2 separate regions of the Zea mays genome follow, and region 2 is linked to region 1. The links are chromatin contacts, called in public Hi-C maps. All regions are on one chromosome and are shown on one strand. The core of a region is the stretch at or near the end of the contact, and the rest is flanking DNA. Distances in the headings are between cores, read along the strand shown. Region 1 holds the start of LOC100284388 (calmodulin binding protein). Region 2 holds the start of LOC100381893.

Region 1 (3,270 bases), core at 361-2,860:
GCCCTAATCCTCCTGACCGGTGGCAGTGCAACAGCGGAAGAAGCGGGCGGAGGTTGTTGTGAAATGGACGGGGTTTGTTGCTAGAGCGACAGCGGTGAGAACGCTGATGTGCAAATAAATAGGATAAGATGGGATATGATTTGGGACCGCAGGTTGATTTTGAAGAAATACAAGGGTTTCTTTGTAAAAATTGATGCGGGACGAACGTTGAAACTAGTGCTTTTATATAGTAGAGATTGAGAGAACAAACATTAAGAGTTGTTAGAGATGCTCTTGCAAGTAACATTATTATATAGGACTACATACATATCTTCATAGCTTTATTATGTTAGTTTGAGACTTAATTAAACATAAAAGTACATAAATGCTTAGTAAATGAGTTGTTCGCTTCGGATTAAAGTTAGATGTTCGAAATGTTGTAATCGCAATGCATAAAGACAATTATTGTAGAAACAATTTTGGATTAAAGCCAACGAAAGAGGCTAAAAATGTAAGGGCGTCCAATTGTGGCCACAACATATATCTATTCTGCTTGAAGTTCATGCTGGAGGCGTGTGGCCGTTGGGTGGGGGTATGATTGGTGTGGATTCTGCAATGGAGTTACGGAACTGAAAGAAAGCGTGGTTCGTCTCCGCGCCAAAAGCAGGCGTTACCCGATGCGCGTGTGCCACGGAGTAGGTACATGTGTCCGTTGTAACTGATTCCTGGACTTGAATGGAGTTCATCGGGATTGTTACCTAGCTCGCTCGTCTTTTCTCCGCCCGAATATGGACTATGGTGCCAAGGGTTGCACTCGATTCGAATCGAAAAAAAGATAGTACAAGACAGCCATTATATTCAGGCTAGCTTCAACTCAAGAATCATGGTTGCATTTTGGTTCCATTCCAGTTCCAGGTGTTGAACGCTCACGAAGCCCGGCCCAACGACTGAACCGGTAATTAAAACAAAACGGCCCAAGAAGGAAGCTGACGTTTCGGCTCCTTGTGGTTGGGGAGTCTGACACCTCCAAACTAGTCGCGATCATGAATGAACGAACACAGGCCAACTGCCGCTAAAATCTACTGCATTATTATTGCCATGGACTCGCTGCCCCCTCGAGTCGGCCGTGCTTGATGTCACGACTCCTACCCTTCCGAAACTGCCAAACCGTACTATATGAATGTACGTGCGTGCTACAAGTTGAAGCACCCAATTCTATATATGCAATTATTGTGTAGTATAAAACTATAGATCAGCCTCTCTCTCATGAGCCCGTAGCAGCTAATCTTATATAAAAAAGCTGCCTCTTGATCAAGACCGTTTCTCTAGGTTCACTAAACGTCTTGCCTCTTGTCTCTACGTGTACATATACACACAAATACTATAGTTGATATTTTAACTTTTAACATTTTATTTGACTATTTTTCTTATTCAACTTTCTATATAAATGTTGTTTATTTTGTTATGGGTTATTTTACCATTAAAGATATTTAATAATAACATATCCATTATATTATTCACTTTAAAAAATAATCTATATCCACAAGTCAAAACGCGTCAACCATTTTAGCTACAGAGCGACTATATATTCATCCCACTGCCCCACACCACCTTCTCAAGCTTGATTTCACGCCTCTATAGTCTTGCCAAGCGCCCAAGTCCTGTGTTTGCCGCGTGCCCATGGTGGAGAAGGAGCTCACGGGCACGGCCATGGCGGAGAGAGGGAGGAAGCCGGGGCTCATCACGAAGACGCTGGGCCGGTGCCGCAGCGGCGCGCGGAGGAGCAGGCCGGCGCCGGAGGGGTGCTTCACGGTGTGCGTCGGCGCGGGGCGGCAGCGCTTCGTGGTGCGGACGGAGTGCGTGAACCACCCGCTGTTCCGGGCGCTGCTGGAGGAGGCCGAGGAGGCGTTCGGGTACGCGGCGGCCGGCCCGCTCGCGCTGCCGTGCGACGCCGACGCCTTCGTGCGGGTGCTGGAGCAGATCGAGGACGCTGGCCGGGCCGCGGCCGTGGCGAGGTGCGGCCTTGTCCGGGGCCACTCCGCGTACCGACTGCTCGTCCCCGCACGCCCTCTCCTCGTCGGCCGGTCATAGCCCGGGAGATCAGGTGACGACGGTGCTCTTGATCTCACCCCGATTTGCACCTCCAAGATTAGTCGTGTGTGTCTACTGAATAGTGAATACTCGTGTGTGCAAACCATGTATACACCACCACAGCTGGTTGGTGCACCGTAGTAATGGATGAGTTCTTTTTGTCGAGCACTTGAGCATATATTTTTATTGTCAGACAGACAGAATGTCATTGTGCTTTAGGAGTGTATGTATATTTGCCCTCACAGGTCACCGCTCACATGATGTAATTACAGTTTTCCCTTTTCTAGGATCAAGAATATAGCTCCTATAATCAGTTATTACTGATAATTTCGTTTGGACGAAGGATTTGTTCACCATAAAGAACATACTGAACATTCCAATAGCCTAGAGATTCAGTGGTTCGGCTTTCTAATTTGCTACCAGGTTTTACAAGTAGAAATGCTACGTCCTACAGAGCAAGCCTACAGTGTTGTTACCAATTTATCAAATCAAAGGATTATGCCACATCAGAAGGAGCCAATATTAAACATTGCGTCACTTTGAGTTTATTTTTGAGATATTTAAATAGAGAGAAAATACGTTCTTAGTTTTCCGACAAAGGAAAATTAGAATGGCCGGCAGAAGACCTCCTAGCATTCGGGCATGGGCGCATGGCTGGTTGGGCTTCACGTCCAAAGAGGCAAAGACCACTATCAAAAAAAGAGGCAAAGACCAAGGGCCAAGCTAAGGGCTTTCGAGGTAGGTTTTTCAAACCGTCGAAACACGCCTAGTGACTCAGCAGTTTCATCATCCACAACACGTATTGTTTTATTTATAGAAGAGAGAAAAAAAATACATGGTTAGTCCATTAACCTGTCAGCCTCTGTCGCATTTGGTCTATCAGTTTTGAAATTGCATTTTCTGGGCTTGTTTTCACTTATTTTATGCTACCAACATCCACAGTGAACTCCTTTTGAGTAAAATACCCCCCCCCCCCCCTAAACACTGCACCAAATTCAAAAAAGCATAATTAGCATTCATCAAAAAACAAAAAACCTTATAAAAAACAATGCTCACTGATAATGACGTCTTTCTCAAGCAGGGACAAAGCCAGAATCCGAAGACAGAGGGGGCAGGCTTAGCCTCCAAGCGACCAAACCAGCAAGGACACAATATAGAAATGGCAATGGAACCAACCACAATGCATATATTGATATATAA
Region 2 (3,502 bases), core at 300-2,799, 220 kb before region 1:
CTGCACAGCGAGGCGCTTCGTCGGAGGATGCACACAAAGAGCTGAACATGCCCTATACCTGATTATCGAAATGCATGCTGCTTCACAGATGCCGTATTGTTCCTGATTCAGGACTGCCAAATATATCTGGGGATCACCCTTGAGCTGGACATGCCCTATACCTGATTATATGATGCCAGGATCCAGGAAAAGTACGGGCAATGGGGCAAGATAGAGGGGAAAACGCTACAGGGAGTACTATATAGAGTATATATATCCTTAGGCCTCTCTTTGAGGGGCAGCTCGGGCTGTGCTGCCGCTGCTGGCTTCGTCTTCGTCTTCGTCAGACAAGCAGTCGGTGACGTCGGTAACACAGCTGGAGGACGACGGCTGTGGCGCCGAGAATGGCAACGGCTGCTGTCCTCTCACGTCTTCCGGCTGCTGCTGCCGCCGCCGCCGCCGAGCGGAGGCGCCGTGTCGCAGAGTTTTGCTGCCGGCGTCCCGGTTCGGCCTGTTCTTCAGGAAGACCCGGCACACGACCCACTCCCCTGGCTCAGCAACGCAGCCCTGCAGTCATTGGCAACGGCACGCATATAGGAATCACTATACATGTGCAAAACGAATAAAACATTGCCCTCCAAATTCGTGGGGGGAGCAAATGTAAGCTACGGCGGCAAAACATCGCGATCGAGGTTGCAAAGCGGATCGAGTACTCCAGTCGAATAGTCGATGCCAAACTGCCACCGTTGCCCCCCAAGACGGGGAATTTCTGCTTTCTGAATCGGTCTATTCGTCAAGATGTTAACTGACAGTGGCATGTACAGTTTACATCAGAGAATGAAGTCGACGACTCGGTAAAATTTTCAATTAAAAGGTTGAAATTATGGTGGGAGCTCTTACATGTCTCGCATTCTTCTTCCTCTGGTCGGCCACGCCGCGGGGCACGGCGAGCCGGTACTCATGCATGACCCAGCCTGTCCGCGACGACGGCGGCGGCGGCTCACGGCGGTGGAAGGCGAGCGCCGTCTTGACGCCCACGAGCAGCTGCCTCTGCTCGCCGCCGCACTGCAGGAACACCGGCTTCTCCTTCCCCGTGGCCTTCCAGTACCCGCTCCCAGCCCTCCTCCTGCGGCCGGTCGCCGGCGCTCGCCGCAGGCTGAAGAAGTAGCCCTCCCCTTCGCTCGCCCCTGCGCGGTTTAGTTACACCAAGCAATCAGGGAAACTCTGGATCGATCCGCAAATCACGCGCACGGCGTAGTACGCACCAGTGACGTCCCACGGATCGAGCCTGGCGACGTCGTGGACGACGGGGATGACGGCGGCCGGCAGCGGGCGAGCCAGGGCCTTCCGGCGGAGGTACAGCACGACCAGCTCCTCGTCGGTAGGGTGGAACCGGAACCCCGGCGGCAGCTGCGTGGGCGCCTGCGCAGGCCTGTCCATTCCTGCAGGAGCAGGACTCGCAGCCGACAGCCGAGCCGGACTCTGCTGAAGCTGGCTGGCTGTGCACACTGCACAGTGAGTAGCACCGAAGCAGAGCAGGACAGTCTAGCTGGAGCCTGGAGAGCGAGCGAGAGAGATTTATGATGAGTGGATTGGAGAAGAAAAGGCGGGCAATTTATAGGATCCCGTGTGGCGTGGAGCGGACTCCATCCCGCGTCTACTCTTTTGCTTAAACAGTGTGATTCCTTCTCCGATTCGACATGACCCCGTCCCAGTCCGAAACAAATCTTGCCTAAATCTCTTCCCCCCATTGCTGTCAGTTTCAAGATGGAGTACTGGTAATTGCAAACTAGAGAGAGAGAGAGAGAGGAAAAAACAAAAAGAACAAGAAAGAGTCATAATTTAACTCAAACAACCTAATCTCTGTCTTAAATTTAGCCGCAAACGAACCCAACTCGTTCTGGGAGTTCTCCTTCGTATACGCTCGCTTCGCTTTCCTGGAAACGAAAATTTTCTTCTTGATTATTTTTTTTTCATACAAAGACAATGTTATCCAGATGTGCCGTCAGCAGCAGGGCATAGCATGGACCCTGACGTGGCAAATCGGGTGGAGAAGGCCAAGCCTGATTGATGTGGCCTCTTGTAAATGATTGCTAAAAGAAAGAAGGGTTGAACCAACGTTTTGGTAGTTGGAAATGCTATCCAACGCATATCTTTTTTTTAATATATAAAGTGATCTAACATATGGATACCTTCGTTGTTAATCAACAGCGCCAGCTGTTTTTTCTCCCAGATGAGAGCTAATCTGATCATATATATGTGTTGTACGTGTTGTATGATTACGAGTCCACTTTATGTACTCCTTTAATCTGGATTACAAGGAATCATTAGCGATTTTTTCGTTGCATCTGATTGTAATAATAAAAACATGCGGCAACACACACCATGGCGCTTTCTTGCAGGTCTCCTGAACGTCTTGCTTGGCGCGCTAGCCGCAGGCTGCAAGGCAGAGCAGCTGGTTGCTTCCTGCCTGCTCAGCTCCTTCCAAGCAACCGATCGAGCAGCGTCAGCGAGCACCACCTTGAAGCCATGCCGGCGCCTGAATCCTGGGGGGCAAACTAGTCTATAGGGTCCACTCGTGGAGAGATATTTCTCATCAGGGATGCCGGCCGTCAGGATGATGCATTTTTTTTTAAACCCAGATGAAGTTCTCTTCTAAGCATCCGGCTTTAGTTTTCACTCCTTGTCATACATGACTTCTGGATTTTCCTTGCTCCCGGTTCTGAAGAAACGAGACATTCTTTTGCGTGGCTATGCAAGACACGCATTAAACTCTGGCTTGTCTGTTCGGACGTTGGATGATGGAGTAGTAAACTGTTCCCTGGCCCTTTGCTCTCAGATCGCCGGCATCAGCAGAGCGCAAAGGCGGGCTACACGGGATAACGGAACTGTGTTCTTGTTGGGAAAAAGATCTGCAAGCTGGCCAGCAGCCCTGCCCAGGTGCAAGAATGCCGGCCATTGCGCAGCAACAGCGAAGGAGACGTCGTGGACGAGGAGGCGTACGTATTTCTTCCGTGAAGAAGATGACGCCAAGGCATGGATCATCCACATCCAGCAGCAACTACGTGCGTACGTACATGCGAATGTGAAAGCAAGCCGCTCTGCTCTCTGGCCGGTCGTCCTGTCATGCTTGGATCGGAATAACCCCCAGCACGACGAAACCTGCGTTGCCGGAGTAGCTTTTGCTTGCCCAAGTGACTGCTGACCGTTCGGTGAGCACGAGCAGGCCACAAGGCACAAGCAGCACCGTACGTTGCTTAGCCTTGCAAGGGTAATTTAACAGTTCTACCATGCACATGCACATACTAGCTACCACTACTGCCAGGTGAACTTTTGTAATAACTGATCTTCCAGGCCAGCACAAGTGCAGTGCTCTACGCGTCATGCGTGTTTTCAGGTGTACATGCATCTTTATCTTTCTTGAAAACTATCGGGGCATGTTTAATTTGCAGGCTTATTACACGTGATCTGATCGTAACGGGGGGACAGACAGGGGTTAGGCCAGAGTTAGCCTGCCCAAGCA

The links. Hi-C and Micro-C count contacts between places; a contact is called where the count stands out from the background.
Region 2: a Hi-C map of ear shows a contact between it and region 1, with 1.6 times the contacts expected there. The contact joins the promoter of LOC100381893 here to the promoter of LOC100284388 in region 1. A contact is called at or near these places in 2 of 25 Hi-C or Micro-C datasets (ear and tassel).

What each region holds. Positions count from the first base shown.
Region 1 is chr7:143,103,531-143,106,800 of Zm-B73-REFERENCE-NAM-5.0, reverse strand. LOC100284388 (calmodulin binding protein) reads left to right here and starts at 1,610. Exons shown (of 1, transcript NM_001157283.1): 1 at 1,610-2,410. The coding sequence starts at 1,660. The coding sequence ends at 2,070.
Region 2 is chr7:143,325,924-143,329,425 of Zm-B73-REFERENCE-NAM-5.0, reverse strand. It overlaps LOC100381893, which reads right to left and starts at 1,549. Exons shown (of 3, transcript NM_001361551.1): 1 at 1,245-1,549; 2 at 880-1,166; 3 at 39-546. The coding sequence starts at 1,419. The coding sequence ends at 259.